Regions from separate parts of the Macaca mulatta genome. Here region 1 is linked to region 2. Evidence: chromatin contacts called from public Hi-C data. All regions are on one chromosome and are shown on one strand. Each heading gives the region's core, a stretch centred on a gene start, on an enhancer-like site or on the middle of the called end of the contact. The rest is flanking DNA. Distances are from core to core; before and after follow the strand shown. Region 1 holds the start of CPOX (coproporphyrinogen oxidase). Region 2 holds the start of DCBLD2 (discoidin, CUB and LCCL domain containing 2).

Evidence for each region. Hi-C and Micro-C count contacts between places; a contact is called where the count stands out from the background.
Region 1: a contact with region 2 is called in a Hi-C map of fetal cortex germinal zone, with 2.6 times the contacts expected there. The contact joins the promoter of CPOX here to the promoter of DCBLD2 in region 2. A contact is called at or near these places in 2 of 14 Hi-C or Micro-C datasets (fetal cortex germinal zone and liver).

The regions. Positions count from the first base shown.
Region 1 is chr2:184,975,422-184,978,121 of T2T-MMU8v2.0, reverse strand. It overlaps CPOX (coproporphyrinogen oxidase), which reads right to left and starts at 1,421. Exons shown (of 7, transcript XM_001088605.5): 1 at 761-1,421. The coding sequence starts at 1,313.
Region 2 is chr2:184,687,029-184,689,728 of T2T-MMU8v2.0, reverse strand. DCBLD2 (discoidin, CUB and LCCL domain containing 2) reads right to left here and starts at 1,418. Exons shown (of 16, transcript XM_015129372.3): 1 at 860-1,418. The coding sequence starts at 1,070.

The DNA.
Region 1 (2,700 bases), core at 172-2,671, 290 kb before region 2:
TGGAAAACTAGACTGAACTTCATTTAATATAGATGTAACAATATCACAGCTCAAAACAGGAGAAGTCAGGAATCCTTCAAGTTTCCACTCAAGATGTGGGGTTTCACTGTATGGGCAACACCACGGTCATGAATGTATGCCTCTATGAGAACTGGGTTCTGATGCTCATTGACATTAGAAGGGAAGACTTTCCTAGCAGGAAATCTGACGCGTGCATTTGGTAGTGCTACTGAGAAACCAATCAAATATATCTTGGGCAACAGTAAAAAGAAGTGGGAAGACTCTGACACAATGGCATCCTGGCTGGAGGAGTTTCGCCGACACTTAGCGCGCAGGAGATGAGTTCTTTCCATCTCCTAAAGAGGAAAAAGCGCAAATTCACCCAGAGAAGGAGACAAAATGTGTTCCATAATCTATTGAAATTTATGTTCAATAACGAACTTTGGACATCTAAGCTTGTTAGTTACAAATACCCCTTAAAAGTTCTAAAACAAACAAACAAAAAGCTGCTATGGAATTGCAAAGATTTTGAAATGCAGTACCACAGTGACAGCTGATCTGGGTCCACACCTGCAAGCAGAGGGCTGGTGACCCTTTCGTGTCCATCTTTTTATCAGCGGCCTCTAACCAAGCGGCCTCTCCGTGGGTACCCCCTACCTACCCCATCTCATATTGTGAACTATTACATTTTCTGTCTGCAATCTGGAACCTGACCCTTTTTCCCCCATCTCCACCTCCCGCCAAGGGCCGGCCTCCTTACCTTCCTTCCTCTCCCACCGGTCCACAGAAAAGCTGGCGCCCCCGTCTACCTGTGCCAGAGCCTGACACACCTGGGCCTGGGTCTCCAGGATCAACAGCTCCATCTTGGTCTTCATGTCGCCCGGCCTCCTTCGCAGCTCGCCCAGGTCGGTCACAGGCGGGGCCATGAAGCTGCTGCAGCGGCGGGCCAGCTCATCCTCCTCCTCCGGCCTCCCCAGCGAAGGGGCCCGCGTCCCCGAGCTCTTAGGCACCATCTCCGCCCGCTGCACATGCCCGAGGGCAGCGGCGGCCAGCCCCACCAACCCCGCCAGCGCCGCGGCCAGCCCTGTCCCCAGCCAGGGGCCGCCTCTCGCCGTCGGGCCGTGCCCCAGCCCGCGGCTCTGCTCCGTGCCAGCCGGGCCAGGGGGCCGGCAGATGCGTCTGGCTGCGCTGTGCTGGGACGAGGCTCGGAGCCCTCCGCCGCCGCACTGGGACCAGGCGCGGAGCCCTCTGCAGCCGCCCCGCGCCACGCGCCAGCAGGGGCCGACGCTCAGCCTGCCCAGCTGCAAGGCCATGCTCCCGCACTATCACCTGGGGCAGTGCCTGCGTCCCAGAGCCCGGCCTTTGAGCCGACCCACCCCGACCCCGGGAGTCCTGAGCCCGCGAGCCGCACAGGACGAAAGAACCTTTCGCGAAGAGCCACTGCAGCGTCGGGCTCCGGCGGCGGGGGCGGGAAGTGGGGCGTGCTGGGAGCTGTAGTCCGGATCCTATCGCCGCCTGCAGCGTCCCCGCGCGGGGCGGGAGATAAGAATCCGACGCGCCCAGAAGGGCTGGTCCGAAGGGAAGAGAGCGGGGCAGGGACGGTGCTGTAGAAGCTACGGGAGAGATAACAGAGGCTCTCTTGTCACGTACAACTTCGGGTCGGCTGTTTACTCAGCCAAGGAGAGAAGAGAGAGTCGGGCTGGGAGGCTGAGGGCGGACTGGGGCGGAAATGTGGCAGAGATCCCAGTCCCGCTTACATTTTCAAACAGGGTTTGCAGAATACAGAGCCTGGCTCAGGATGTATAGACTACAGACCTGCCCGTCGCTCTGGGTCCTGGTCCTCTAGAGTTTTCAGAGGGGATGGGCAGGCTGGGAAACTCCTTGCTTAAGGATGATTTTCTAAGGAGAGTGGGAGAAGCTAGTAATGGACTCGGAAGAGAATCTAGAAGACTTTCTGTGATCGAGTCCACATCACAGTTCTGTCCTTAAGATTTCCCCAGGCCGGAGCCGGCACGGTGGCTCACGCCAGTAATCCTAGCACTTTGGAAGGCCCAGGCGGGTGGATCAGATGAGGTCAGGAGTTCGAGACCAGCCTGGCCAACATGGTGAAACCCTGTCTGTACTAAAAATTAAAAAAAATTAAAAAATAAAAATAATAAAAGCTGGGTGTGAGGGCGTGCGCCTGTAGTCTCAGCTACTCGGGAGGCTGAGGCAGGAGAATTGCTTGAACCCGGGAGGCAGAGGTTGCAGTAAGCGGAGATCGCGCCACTGCACTCTAGCCTGGGTGACAGAGCGAGACTCTGTCTCAAAAAAAAAAAAAAAAGATTTCCCCAGGCCTTGCTTCTATAGTACCTACTTGATTATTTTAGAAAAAGGAAAAGCAACGTGACTGTTTTGGTTAACCAGTAGAAAATTCCTGTGTTTTGGTGATTAACAAATAATTTTTAAAATAGTTCTACTACTACTGTGGGGTGCTCCCAAATATTGCTCACATTTAATACTTAAAACAACTGCTATAAACTAGGCAGGGCAAATATCCACACTTCCTCCCACTCTGTCTCCCTTCCCCTACCCTTTAAAGACATGAGGAAAGAAGCTAACAGATTTGACAGGCAAGTCTTTGTCTCCCCTGTAACCATACCAGAGCTCCATGGTTCCTGGACATAAAAGTGTGAGAACTATTGTCATGGGCTAATTTGT
Region 2 (2,700 bases), core at 169-2,668:
ATCCAATCCTTATCCTTCCCACTGCAATAAAATGGAAAATGCAATGGAAAAATCTGTTCAAAAACTGATGCCAAACTGATTCAAAAAACTGTGCTACACTACCGGAAAATAGTACTCAAGGGGAAACGAAATCATCCCGCATTCTCTTTCCATTATGATAATTATTTAATAAACAGTTTCGCTTGTTTCTGGAACAGGTTTTTCAAGGATTGTAGGTGGGAAAAAAAAAGTTTTGTCACTTTCTGGGAAGGCTTACCTTTTTAATGCGGAAAGCTTCACTTGGGCAAATTAGCATAGCGTTGGGTCAGACCCAGTGTTTGACCAAGGCAGTCTAGACCACCAGCCTCAATAACGGATTGTAAAGAACATGTTCTGAATCCAAGACTCAGAGATAAGCAGAAACTATTCCATTTGCTTCAGAACCCGAGCTCTTTCACAAAGATAATTACCACCACTTACCTTTAATAGGTTTAAGATGCTGTTTAATTAACCTGCCTTCCTACAGTGTCCATCCATCCGTGCAGCTTAACTTTAGGGGTCATTATCTTCAAAGGTTCTTTTTCCTCCCCAAAATTTTCCACAGAAGGATCTAATATCAACGAGGCTTTCATAGCAGGGTCTCACGTCCCCCTTTCAGAGAAATAAATGGCCTTGCCAAAAAGTAAAGCCGCGCCAACTTGGGGGACAGAGGGACAAGAGCCTGCCTTTGCAACTCAACCCTGTGAGTACCCAGCCAGGTCTGGCCACGCACTAAAGCGCACCGCGCCTCCCTGCAACGTCTGCAGATTCGTTCAGGGGCCAAGAGACCCGGCGCCCCGACGGAGGCTGCCCCGCCGCTCACTCCCCTGGGACCACTCACCTTGCTGGGCTCCAGCGTCGTCGAGCAGCAGGAGCAGGACAAGTAAGAGCAGGAGGAACAGAGGCATGGAGGAGGAGGAGGAGGAGGAGTTGGAGCAGGGAGGGAGGGAGCGGGAGAGGGGGAGCGCGGCCCAGGCGGGGGCGGCGGCCGCGGCCCGGACTTGGGGACACTGCGGGCAGCGCCTGGCTCTCACCACCGCCCGGCTCGCCATCGCGGCAGCCGGCAGTCCGCCTGCATAGTGCGGGCGCCCCGGGAGCCCCGCGCGCCTCGGGCCGCGGCACCCGACCAGGAGACGGCGGCAGCGGCGGGAGAACGAGAGGCAGCCCTCGCCTCACCCCGCGCCGGGACCCTTCCGCCCCTCACCCCGCTTTCACCTCCTCCTCCTTCGTCCCTTCCCTCCGCTCCCCGCGCCGAGACCCCAGGCCGGAGCGCAGGGGAGGGGAGGGAAGGAAGCGGAGTGCTCGAGCGGCGGAGGGCGGCCGCGGCGGAGCTGGGGGACGCGCCTCCCGCGCAGCGCTCCTCACCAGGATCCCCGCTCGCCGCGCTCGCCCGCGGCTCTGGCTAGCTGGCAGGCAGGCCCGCCACCCGCTCCCTCGCGCTCCCTCTCACTCGCGCCGGCCACGCCCCCTCGGCCCCACGGCCAATCCTCGGCCAGCTCTGGTCCGTCGCCTTCCGCGAAACCCAATCAGCATGCTCGCTCCTCGGTCGACCCGCTAGTTCTCCGGCCCACCCCTCGAGCTCCACCGCCCCTTATCTCCCTCTTCCAATCCCCTTCGGCCTTTGGAGGCGTCCCACCCGCCTCCTCCAATCCGGGTCCCGCCCTCAAGCTTCGGATCCCCGCGGCCCCCGCCCGGCCCGGGCGCCAGTTATTGTTGGGATCGCAGCCCAAACTGATCCCGCAGAGGCGGCAGCTAGCTAGTCAGTGACTTCCGGGACGTCCCCCATCCCGCGCTCTCTGCTCCTCAGGCCCAGCTTGCTCCTTGCTCTTCGCTCCTCCGCCGCACATCAGACCACTGGAAGGGTGTGGGAAACCTGGATCCTGGATTGTTTTAGCTGGGAACTGAGTCTAAGGGGACTTTATTTTATTTTATTTATTTTTTCTTAATGGCAGAGCGTGGTTTGTTTTGTTAAAATTGCCGCCAGTTGTTGCAACAGCTCCGAGTTACAATAATAGATGCAGTATTCAGTTTTTAATATGTGTTCCCTGTTTTCTCTGCCCTTTTTATGGCGGGGGGTGAGGAACAAAAAAGTGTAAAACAGGATCCGTGCCTCAAAGGCAATTTAAACCTAACATCCTAACCTTCATTCAAACATTCTACAAGGAGTTGTTGAGCACCTGGTATCTATTTGCACACGTTGCTACAGAAATCTTGAGATGTAGAACAGAGATGGAAATATAGCATGCAAGTCAGAATGAAGTAAGTGCTAATTAGAGTCACAAGCAGTTTGATGAAGACTGTAAGCCTGTGGAACGACAAAAAGAGGAATGCAGAGGTCTACGCAGTTATTTATTTTAGAGAGAAGAGAGTGGCCATCTAGGATGTTTTTAACAGCAGCCCCTAAAAGGACAGTGGTGTCATTAACAAATACAAAAAACTGCTAAGGTAGAACAAGTTGTGTGGGAAACTAAGTTAATTTTGGACGTATTGAATTTGAGATGCCAACTTAGTAAGTGAAGCTACGTAACAGGCAGATGGATATTTTAGTCGAAAGCTCAGATTGCTTTGAAATTATGGCTCTGGGAATCATACGTAGTCATACATGTATATATATACATATGTATACATAGTCATACATAGATGTGATATTCAAAAACATGAAAGGGACTGATATCCTCAAAT